3 separate regions of the Mus musculus genome follow, and regions 2 and 3 are each linked to region 1. A link is a contact called in public Hi-C data. All regions are on one chromosome and are shown on one strand. The core of a region is the stretch at or near the end of the contact, and the rest is flanking DNA. Distances in the headings are between cores, read along the strand shown.

The links. Hi-C and Micro-C count contacts between places; a contact is called where the count stands out from the background.
Region 2: a Hi-C map of muscle stem cells shows a contact between it and region 1, with 2.0 times the contacts expected there. The contact joins two enhancer-like sites. A contact is called at or near these places in 3 of 484 Hi-C or Micro-C datasets (muscle stem cells, myocytes and nephron progenitors).
Region 3: a contact with region 1 is called in a Hi-C map of muscle stem cells, with 1.9 times the contacts expected there. The contact joins two enhancer-like sites. A contact is called at or near these places in 1 of 484 Hi-C or Micro-C datasets (muscle stem cells), 1 of 115 datasets of contacts at active chromatin or transcription factors (cardiomyocytes) and 1 of 9 other capture datasets (pancreatic islet).

The regions. Positions count from the first base shown.
Region 1 is chr9:67,564,556-67,568,607 of GRCm38.p6, forward strand. It overlaps a transcript of Tln2 not described here. Among named protein-coding and RNA genes, the nearest start is that of Tln2, 6.9 kb to the left of the region's middle. Within about 2 kb of position 1,601, at least 84 of the 459 cell types and tissues checked have an H3K27ac peak or open chromatin away from gene starts, as enhancers often do. A contact at or near this core is called in muscle stem cells, where this site is marked.
Region 2 is chr9:67,422,957-67,426,762 of GRCm38.p6, forward strand. The region is part of intron 2 of Tln2 (talin 2); the gene reads right to left. Among named protein-coding and RNA genes, the nearest start is that of Tln2, 130 kb to the right of the region's middle. Within about 2 kb of position 1,280, at least 26 of the 459 cell types and tissues checked have an H3K27ac peak or open chromatin away from gene starts, as enhancers often do. A contact at or near this core is called in muscle stem cells, where this site is marked.
Region 3 is chr9:67,381,461-67,385,161 of GRCm38.p6, forward strand. The region is part of intron 8 of Tln2 (talin 2); the gene reads right to left. Among named protein-coding and RNA genes, the nearest start is that of Mir190a, 150 kb to the left of the region's middle. Within about 2 kb of position 2,126, at least 1 of the 459 cell types and tissues checked has an H3K27ac peak or open chromatin away from gene starts, as enhancers often do. A contact at or near this core is called in muscle stem cells, where this site is marked.

The DNA.
Region 1 (4,052 bases), core at 351-2,850:
CGATTTATTTTTAAAAGTAATAAAACACATTATTTCTTATGGTTCTAGAGGGGATGGAGTTCACGGCCATGAGGCCCATATCTATACAGGGCGTTCATGAGGTATCATCCCATGTTAGGAAGAGGAAGGATCATAAAGAGTAAAGGAGCAAGTGGGGGGGGGGGGCTGAAGTCACCTTGGCAACAGAACCTTCTAAAGGGTGTATATACATAGCTATGGGTGGGTACATGCGTGCCTACACATAGAGACCAGCAGTTGGCCTCACATGTCATCCTTTAGGAGCCGTCTATCTGTTTGTCTGTTCCTTTGTTTTGAGATAGGGTCTTTCACTAGGACTTAGGACTCCCCAATTAGGCTACACTAGCTAGCCAGCACTACTTGGGAACACAAGCGTGTATTACCATGTTGGCTTTTTACATACCATGCTGGGAACCTAAGTCCTCATGCCTCAAGCATTTTACCAACAAAGTTACCCCCGGAGCCCCAAACCTAGTACTCTTTAAGATAACTGACCTACTCTCATGGTAGTCCATGCGTCATGGATTTTAGATCATGACCTAAAAATCTCCCTATCAGGCCTGATTCCCCAGTTCTTTTTCATTGTGAATTAAGACTACACATAGGGAATTTGAGGAACATTTCAACTTCAGTAGTTATAATAGTCAAAATTTGACACTTATGATACTTAATAACATTTCGACCTGGTTTGAGGCTGTACGCATTGACCTAACACCCAGGAAAATTATACAGGCCCAATGATGGAATTATTCTAGTTCCTTTTCTTCTACTAAGAGTCTCCTCTTCTCTCCTAAGTCTGTTATTTAATAAGCAAAACTGGGGAGCTGGAGAGACAGCTCAGCGGTCTGCTTCCAGAGGTCCTGGTTTCAATTCCCAGCAACCACATGGTGGCTCACAACCATCTATAATGGGCTCTAATGCCCTCCTCTGGCACAGAGGAGAATGCAGATAGAGCATTCATATATGTAAAATAAATAATTCTTTTTAAAATCAAAAACAAACAAGTAAGACACAAAACTAGAAGTTTGCGTGTTGGAAACACATGTGTGTTTATGTCTATTTGCATATATACTTGGGAGGGTAAATATGTATTTGTGTATGCATGAGTATGTCTCTGTCTGTGTATATGCGTATGTGTGTATGTGTGTTCCAGTACATGCATGCACATACAACTCTTAACTGACTCACAATAATGGCCTTACAGGGAAACTATCGTTAAGAGCTCAGGAAAAGACAAGTCTTGCCAAGTCCACAAGAACAAAGGGTTTCAGCGAGTAACATGGAAACACGGTGACCTCACCCCGTCAAACCCCCACCTCTGAGCCTGTGCATCTGGGGACCCTTTTCAATTCTGGAGTGCTCCCTTAGAAGTACCATTCCTCTCCTGGAGGATGGCCAAGCCAGGAAACAGATTCCAGAGGTGGCTCTTTGATATTTAGCCCAGACAACCCACTGGCCACTGGGGCTCCTCCGCCAGGCTGAGGGCTGAAGCTCAGCGAGGCTGGAATCCCCAGCCTACCCACAGGCATTAGTCACTTCATCCAGCTGCTAGTTCCTGTCCAGTAAGGGCCTGAGCCAAAACTGAAATGCACTGTCTGATATCAGTCCTTAACTCCCAGTGACTCATGCCAGTGGGCCTCTCATAGGACACATGTTCTGGGCTCCACGATGCCTGAGTTTCCAGAATTATCATGACAGCCATGAAGAGTGGCCTGAAGCAGATGATGAGACCATCTCATCATCTGGGAATCCAAGCAGAAGCCTTCATGCCAAACACACACACACACACACACACACACACACACTGCACTATTTATTAGAAGACTATGCTACCCAAAAGGAGCTTTACCATTCACTCCACACACACACACACCTCATGCCCTGTGATGACACTTTTGGAAACAGGCTATCAGCTGCATCTCCTCCCACTTCTTCCAGCTCTCTACCCTCCCACCAGCACCCCAGGACTGCTCACTGGCAGCCCCATAATACTGGGCTCAGCATGCCGTGAAGACTGTTCATCTCCTTAGCACAGCAGCCGCTGGAAGGTAAGGCCTGTCATTTCCTGCTGCCTCTCTCAATACGTACGGAGAGAGCCAGTGGTGTCCAGCTCCATCATCAGCCAACAACAGTAAGGGGCTCAGAGCAGATGTGCCCCCCCCACGTGCCTCCTACATGGTGGCCACCACTGACTCAATGGGGTCAGCTTCTTCCTCATAGCCAGTGCTTGACTTTCTCCTCTACCTTCAGGATGGACTTCAACACCAGAGCCCTCAAACCTAAGGTTCTCAGCCAGTCCCTGACTCAGTCCCGTTCCCATCTTTCCCACACAGACAGACACCACAGACCAGTCCCAGGGGGTTGTCTGGCATCTGAGGCTCTCTCCCCAATCCTCCCACATCCTGCCCTCACTATGGGGTCTATGCTCACGTCATTCCCTCCAGAGAAGCTTCTTTTTACCTTATTTTTCTGATAGAAATATTCCTTCTTCCTCAAAACCCAACACACCACCTCCAGCCTCCAGAATGACTCTCGGATCCCAGTGTTTATCCCACCATGAGAAACTTTATACCAGATGGCTCTAGTATTAGAGGCTTTCCTTGTGGCTGTGACAAGATACCTCACAGAGCCAATTAAAGGCACAAGGAATTCATTTTGATTGACGTTTTCAGGCAGTCCATGGTGATGGGAAAGACCCAGCAGCAGGAAGGTCCCATTGCATCCATGAGCAGAGAGCAAAGCAATGAATGCTGACACTGCTTGCTTGTCTTTTGTATTCAGTCCAGGACTCCAGGCAGTGGAACGGCGTTGTTACCTATGCTTAGGGTGTGACTTCACACAGCAATCCAATCTAGAAACTCCCTCACACATACAGTGAAGTTTGTCTCTTGGGTGATTCTATATCCTATCATGTTGACGATCTATATTAACCATCACAGTTCTCTTCTGCCTGGCTTTCCCCCTCACCGACTTTTATCTTTGTACCCTACAGAACATTCAGTACAGACATTAGCAGATGGTGAGGACTCAGGTGACCCCACTGGGCTCCCTGAAGGCCATTTCTAGAAGTAAGTCGTAACTGGACAAGGAGTTATGCATGCTCCCGTTAGCATGAAAAGACTCCACCACATCAGATCCTCTCTCCAGGCTCCAATACACAAAGGTCAAACAATCAAACCTCCTCCACAAACTTCAAGACTCCCCTGGGCCCAATTTGAAAAGTTGGGGACCACAGGGTAAGCATTTATAAGGAACAGCTTCAGCTGATGCACATCTTTAATCTCAGCACTCTGGAGGCAGAGACAGGGAGTTTAGGCCGATGCCAGCCTGGTCTATACAAAGGATGACCAGGACTATACAAAGAAACACTGTCTCAAAAGAACACAAAACAACAGCAGCAGCAGCAACAACAACAACATCATCAACAACAGACTAGCTTCAGGGAAAGTGTCATTGTAAAATGAATTTAATTTTTAAGTCCATCCAAAAGCTATCTATTCACATATCTTTCCTTCTGACTCACTGTGCACATATATTTGGTTCTATAATCACAGTTGCTTGGCCAGTGACAGTTCTACAGGTAAAGTGCACCCTGTGATAGCCTGATAGAAACAAAACCAGTTTGATCCCTGGTGCCCATATAAAAAGCACTTCTACAGGAAGATGGTAGGAAGAGAAACGGGGTGCTCTGGAAGCTCACGGGCCAGCCTGCCTGGAGTAAGCAACGTGGCAGAAACGCTGTTCTCTCCGATGAGGCTCTGCTCCCACGTCCCAAAGAAAATCAGGAAGCAATATTTGCCCTCGGTCAAGAAGCCTCTGAAATCCCACCCGCCCCCATCAAACAAACGCTCCTCATTTGATCCAAACTCTTTCAATTACATGCCTAAAAGAGACAAAGAAAACCCCACTACCACCTACCCCTGCTTTGATGACACATTTAAAATGGTTGCTTCCGTCATCCAGTTAAACTGCCTTGATAGTTAACAAATGGTCACCAAACCTGGACTGCTGCTTGTGCGTGAGTGTCAAGGCTC
Region 2 (3,806 bases), core at 30-2,529, 140 kb before region 1:
AAATAACACAAACAAGAACATCATTTGTACATCACGAAAAGGGCTTCCCAGATGAAGCAAATGGAGATGTCTGAGATGGAGATTATAAAATGCTATCGTCTACATTTTATATTAAGAACAGGAAATATACAATCTTCAGTAAGCACAAGTGAAAATTATGTAACGACTAAGCTATTTACATTGTATGAGGTTGTAAGATGAAAGAGAAAACATGGCTACCGCTGCATTCCACTGTGCATATAAAGGTATACATGTGTAATGGATGACCAACTACAACAACTACCTGATCTGTAGTTAAATGGCAGAAATCGGAAAATCCCTCCCCAACATTCAAAGATTGCATCCACACACTAATGCCCTTCCCCATTTATTTCTGTAGCCTTAAATATGACCCAGGTGGGAGCGGGTGTTGGAGAGACGACTCAGCAGTTATGAGCATTGGTTACTCTTCCAGAGGACCCAGGTTTGATTCCTTGCATAACATATATAACTCTTGTTCCAGGAAACTTGACACTCTCAACTGGCCTCCCTGGGTACCAGGTATGCACACAGTACACAGCCAGACAACCAGGCAAAACACCTATCCACATAATTTAAAATAAATAATTTTTAGCCAGGCATAGTGGCACATGCCTTCAGTGTCAGCACTCAGGAAGCGAAAGCAGGCAGATGTCTGAGTTCGAGACTAGCCTGGTCTACAAAGCAAGTTCCAGGATAGCCAGGAATTCACACAGACAGCCTGTCTAAAACAAAACAAAACAAAAAAAAACAAAAAACAAAAAACTAACTAAACAAACAAACAAACAAAAAGTTTTTAAAAGCCCTAGTAATGGATTCCCTGTAGGACTGACTACAAGTGAGTCATTTTTATGTTCTGACTCTTAGTTTCCAAATTAAGACTCAGAATAATTTCGCTATTAACAATCTTGAGACCAAAAGGCTATACCAAGGAGTCAGTTAAGTCAAGTAAGGGATTCCTGTTAGAACACAAACTCAGAAATTCTTCCTGCCTTCCTTCTAATGCCCAGCTACCCAGAGGCAGTCCCTTAGACCCCAAATGGCCAGGTTCAAACAGGACACATCCTGGGTAGGGGAGGAGCCTGTGGCTTTTAATTCTGAACACAAGCACAGTCTTCCTAAATGTACACAAAAAACATGTAACGCTTGCTGAGTGGTTCTCTACTGCAAATTGGTTTCATTTCCCCAGCCCGTCTGTGTTGGGAGGCCCTGCTGATGAAACGCTGGAGATTCTCTGTGGAGGCACTGCCCAGCTTTCGACATCCCTTCTCACCGCCTGCTGGCACCACTGCTTTGGAGATGGAAGGTTCCATCTACACTGAGCCAATCCCTCCACGGTCAGGGAGTGCTCAACAGCAAATAAGAGGACCCCTGATCCAAGAGATGCAGCCAAACAGCATCATGTTTAAGTTCAAGACAGCAGGAACCAATCATGTCAGGACCTCTGTCACCACTTCCTGTGACCTCATCACTGCTGCATAATTGCATTTCACAGCATGAAGAGCTGGTCGGTTCAGTGTGCAGTTCAGAACATGGGGTAGGGAACAAAAAGAGGACTGGATCGGTACCTCAGGAATCTGTGTCCTTTCTACTGAGCTGAAAGTTGCTTGCCCGCCCCACCCCCAACCCCCCACCCCTGCACACAACCTTTTCTTGCTCTCAGTGACTATGCTTCAACTTCACTTCCTCCTCATCCTGACGTCCTGAGCTAATGCCTCAAATGTCCACTGAACTAAAAGAACATGGCTACGCAGCACCATCCTACACTCTTCATAGAAGTTGGTGATGCCCTGAATGAATCATTCAGACAGGTAACAGAGAACAAATAAATACCTCAGAGGTGCAATTGGTTCTTAAGTCCTCCAGCGGGACAGGGATGGACAAGTACTGGTGGGTCTACGGAACTGGAAATTTCACTTTGATGGAACAACAGGTGACAGTCAGCTATGCCAGTAAGTTTTCAGTCTTCCTAATGTTGCGACCCTTTAATACAGTTCCCCACACTGTGGTGACTCCAACCATAAAATTATTTTATTTTTTTAAATAACATAACTCTTTTGACTTTTTTCATAAGAATTATTTATTTATTTTATGTATATGAGTACATTGTTGCTGTCTTCAGACACACCAGAAGAGGGCATTGGATTCCATTGAGGATGGTTGTGAGCCGCCATGTGGTTGTCTGGGAATTGAACTCAGGACCTCTGGAAGAGCAGTCAGTGCTCTTAACCGCCATCTCTCCAGTCACCTCATAAAATTACTTTCATTGCTACTTCATAACTGTAATTTTGCAACTGTTGTAAATACCTGCTCTGTAGGATACCTGGCCTCTGTGAAAGGATTTTTCTGACCTCTAAAGGGGTCAAACCCTACAGGTTAAGAACCACTACTGTAGACACTTCACAAAGTGTAAACTTCTTCCAGGAGTATAGGATTCGGCAAATCTCTGTTGGCCATATTGGCATTGGTTCTAAAAAGACACAAAAACAATCCAGAAGTCTGAAATCTGGCTCTGGCCAAACTATCTTCCTCTCTTTCAGGTTCTAGAAGTTTCAGCTTCACATGACAGCTTACTGTGTGTCTGGAACCCAGTCACTGCCATGAAGAGACACCCTCACCTGTTTCAGTCCATCCTTAACTGATTATAACTGCCAAAAAGCGATTTCCAAATATGGTCATATTCTGAGCTGCTGGGCAGATATGAACTTAAGAGGAACACCATTTAACCTGCCACACTGTTAACAGAATGCCAAGTGGGACGTATATGGCGAGAATTATCTTGGTATAAAATTATTTTGCCATTGTAGATGTCAATATGGAGGTATCCCAAAACAAACTAACAAAAACAATGGATCATCCATATGACCCAGCTACAGCACTCCAAGTCACATCACTGAGACACCTGCATATCAATGTTTACTGTGCCAGCATCCATAAAAGCTAGAATTAACCTAGGTGTCCAAGAACAGGAAAACAGATAATATAGAATATGTATACCATAAAGAATGAATGCATGCTGTTTGTAGGGAAATGATGCAACTGGAGATCGTATTAAATGCCTCATCTCATTAGTGGTTCCCAGATTCTATACAGCTAGAACCCTGCCTGTCTGCCCCTCTCTGTGCATGCCACTCACATGCATTAAGGAGAAGTAAAACTATCTAGAAAGCTCGAGGTTAAAAAGCTCCAGGGGAGTAAGAGGTGCTCACAGACTCAAAAATCAAAAACACAATGTACAAAAGCACTTACAAATACTATTTGATGTAGATTTACAAAGATTAGGAAACTATCTATACATAACCATCCCTGAAACTGGGGAGCAGGGCATGTGAGTGCCCTCCTATCAGGAGAAGAAGTAACAGTGAGAAAGAGAAAGCAGAATAATGGATGAGTCCATCCCAACAGCTCCCCCACTCCGACCCATCCCTGCAGGAGTGGATCTCAGCCACCAGAGCCAAGCACAGTAAATCAATGACAGTTTCCAGGAGAACTGTGTACTGCTGTCATCCTTCCTGCCGCTCCAACCTAAGGAGATTTGTAGCCAACATGTATGGCTTTTCTCTCTTTTTAAATCCAGATTCATTGCTTTGCTCAGTTAAAAAACAGGACATTCTGGCACCCAAGCCACACTCATTAATCCAAACCGAGAGCCAAAAACCTGAACACAGCAAAGGCCACAGCTAAATGCTAATGTGCTTTCCCTGAGCCATTGTACAAAAATTAAGAACTCAACTCTTCAATCCTAGAAACCATTCTTTACGTCATGAGTCTGCTGTGGAGCCACAAGG
Region 3 (3,701 bases), core at 876-3,375, 180 kb before region 1:
ATATATATAAACACATATACATATATGTATGTGTATACACACACACACACATATGTAAAACATCCACACACAAAATAAAAACAACTACATTGTGAAAAAGCATTTGCTTGTGGACTCAAACAAATGAGAATGGCCTTGAGTCCCAACCCCCTGCCTCCACCTCTCAGGGTCTGGGATTAGAGGTGAATATCAGGGCTTTGTGTAGGCTAAGCAAGCATCCTGCCAATTGAGCTAAGCCCTCTGCTCTCCATATTTTTTAATTTTGCCATGCTGAGAACTGAACCCAGACTCTTACACATAGGCATCCCCTCAATAATTTGATTATGAACAACTTCAAACACACGAATATACTGAATAGACTTATGTAGTGAACTCTTTACACTCATAGAGCATGACCTCCATTCAAGTCACACCTACGACAGATGACCTAAGGTCTCAAGTTTACCAGTAACTCTCACCAACACAAAAGGCCTAGGGAAGGCTTTTATTCGACACCCCTTAATATTTTCCTCAGGCTTTCGAGGGTCATGAAGGGAGTCCTTGTTACAATGTTTCACATTGCTGCTGATTTCTGAGTTCTTTAGACTGACATGTACCATGTCAGTTTCTCTCAGCAGCATCACTTCCTGTACCAGACTCTACCCATCTTTCTAGAAACAGTTTCTGCTCAGTATTTGAATAGCCCACCCAGCAATTAACGTAATAGAGATGGCTCAGTGTGTAAAGGCACTTAGGGCTCTACTGTGGGACCTGCAGCTCAGATTGAAGCACAAACATCAAATGGCTGGCAAAATCCCGTGACCTCAACTCCAAGAGAACTGATACCTTCCTCTAGTCTCTCTCCTACTCACACATGCACCAACACATGCACAGACATATAAATACTAAAGACAAGCTTAAAGAAACATACAAACTAGACCTAAGAAATCTGCTAAGAATTAGGATGTGGTATCTCCCTTTTGTCTTCCCTACACTAGTGCAGCCTCACACACATGAAGGTATTCAGTGAATTAAAGAATAATGCTGATGTTTTTAAAGATTTGTTTATTTACCAAATGGTCAGCTAGGAAGAACATGCATACATGTGGCAATATATGGACGGAGCAAGCTATATTTAGGAATATATATGTATGTATACATATATAGTAGTAACAAGTAACGAAAAAAAGAGGTTATGAATTTGCAAGTGAACAAGGATGTATATGGGAAGGTTTGGAGGAAGGGAAAGAGGGATAGAAATTAATTATATTATAATCTCATTTTTTAAATTAAAAAATCTATTTTTTTAAAAAAAGCACTGATTCATTTTTATTCTGTATGTATGAACATTAGCTTGTGTGTGTGCATGTGCGCCATGTGCATATAGTGCCTGTTGGGACTGGAGTTACAGATGGTTGTGGGTGCTGGGAACTGAAGCCAGATCCTCTGTAAGAGCAGCCAAAGTGCTCTTAACTGCTGAATGGTCTCTCCAGCCCCATGCATGGCATATTGTCTATGATCATTTTCTAAGCACAGAAAAGCCTAAAGCCATTCTAAGATTCTTAGCTGTTATGTGGTAGTTTCCTCATCCTCTGATACAATGTTCCTTCCTGGGGTTCTTTGTGTGTGACATAGGGAAGTCTAGCGTGGAGATGAAGCTTATCAAACTCAAACGGGGAGACCTGGGTTTCCTCTGGTTCCAGCTCTGTCTCTCTCTGGCACTTACTACCCCATCTTCAGAGTAGATGTCCCATTGAGTAGTCTTTCTTTTCCTGAAAGTATAAAGGTCTTTTTGTTTCTGATGCTTACTTTTTCTTTTAATTTAAAATTGTGTGTGCACCCACACACACACAGGAACATGTATGCCACAACACATGCAGAGGTCAGAGAACAACTGCAGAGTCCGCTCTCTCTTTCACTGTTGCATGGACTCTGATGACTGAATTCAGGTGCCAAGCTTGTGTGGACAGTGTCTTTAGTCACTTTGTCATCTTGCCAGCCTGTTTTCTTTCTTCTCTCCTTTCCTTTCCTCCCCCACCCTCCCGAGACAGGATCTTGCTATGTAATATAGGCCTGCCTAAAACTTGCTAAGTAGCACAGACTGGCCTCCAGCTTGAGGGATCATCCTGAGTGCTGGGATCCCAGGCATGTACCACCGTGCCTGGGCACTGGTTTCTGTTTTTCAAAATGAGTATCTTCATTAGTGTGGTACTGAGTCTAGAAATCACTTGAAAAGCTAGAAGAGAGTTAGGAGATATTTTTATTAAAATGTCCCAACTGTGTTGATATGATACACAAATGCTAAAAAAATTTTTTAAAAATTATATTAAATACACTCATTGTGCACACTCCTTCACGCCATGTTCACCTAATTACACGGCTGATATTCCCAAGGGTTCTCTTCAGCCTGGCCCTCTTACAAGTTCAACTTTCCCATTGTTAAGTTTGTACATTCTTAATTGTTTGGGTGGATAGTAGAGATCACAGCTATACGCAAACACACACACAGAGACACACAGAGACACACAGAGACACACAGACACACACACACACACACACACACACACACACACAGTTTCCCTATCCCAGATCTAGCCAGTCACCAGGGACAACGTAGGTAAAAACAACATCCAACATTCAATGTATAAATCAGCAGTGTGGCCCTGCAGGTTTGTTTTAATTAAGAAGGGTCTCACCTCCTAAGGATTTTCACCAATACAGTAGGAACAAGAACATGTACAATTAAGTAGCTACAGTAAATGAGAAAGCTTCATTACCTAGACTAGATCTGGTCTAATTAAAAACTAAATCAAATGCAAGAGGAGAGATAATTGCTACTAGGCATAATGAGCTTATTTTAATTTAGAATCAGAGCAAGGGGACACGAACCACTGAAAGGTGCCGGATTCATCTTGGGAAAGGAGAGTCTGAAGCGATACACCTTACGTCAGCTGTCAGATGGTCAGATGGCCCAGGAAAGACGATTTGGTTGGTGTGAGTATTCGGCTTACAATGAGACCAGACTGCAGTGACATTTGTCAGACCAAAGCCAGAATAATTGCTGGACACGTGGCCAGCAGCAAAGGAAAGGAACACCCATCACAATCCAGGTGACATAACACAATATCACGAAGGCCAAAGGAGTGTGTGTGTGTGTGTACATGTGTGCATATTTATGGTCCTGTTTGTTTGTATATGTCTGTGGGAGACAGAGGTTCCTGTTGGAAGTCTGCCTCTATCTCTCTCCACCTTAGTGTTTGAGATAAAGTCCCTCACATATTCACATACTGATTTACATAACAGGCTGGTTAGTGAGCTCCAGGAATCCTCCTGTCCCCACCTTCCCATGTAGGCTTATAGGTTTTTATTTTTGTTTTTCAGCATAGGTGCTGAACTCCAAACTCCGGTCCTCATGTTTGTGTGGCAAGTACCTTAACCTCTGAGCATCTCCCAGCCCTGGTTGAAGAAAATTCCTGAAATTAATGCATTTCTCCTCTGCTAACTCCTTTTCACATACAGTGAAGACGGGACCGGGAGAATTAGCTGCCCGACACTGACAAAGGGTCGCATGAGATGACCAGGATGGCACTGGGCTCTCCTAGGCTTCTGGTTAGATCTCTTCCCACCAGGCTCATGCACAGTTAGTTGCAGGTAGGAAAACCTAAAACCAAGTATTTTCCTTACAGTGTCCTGGTCTCACTAAGCTGCCCCCGACTTTCTCT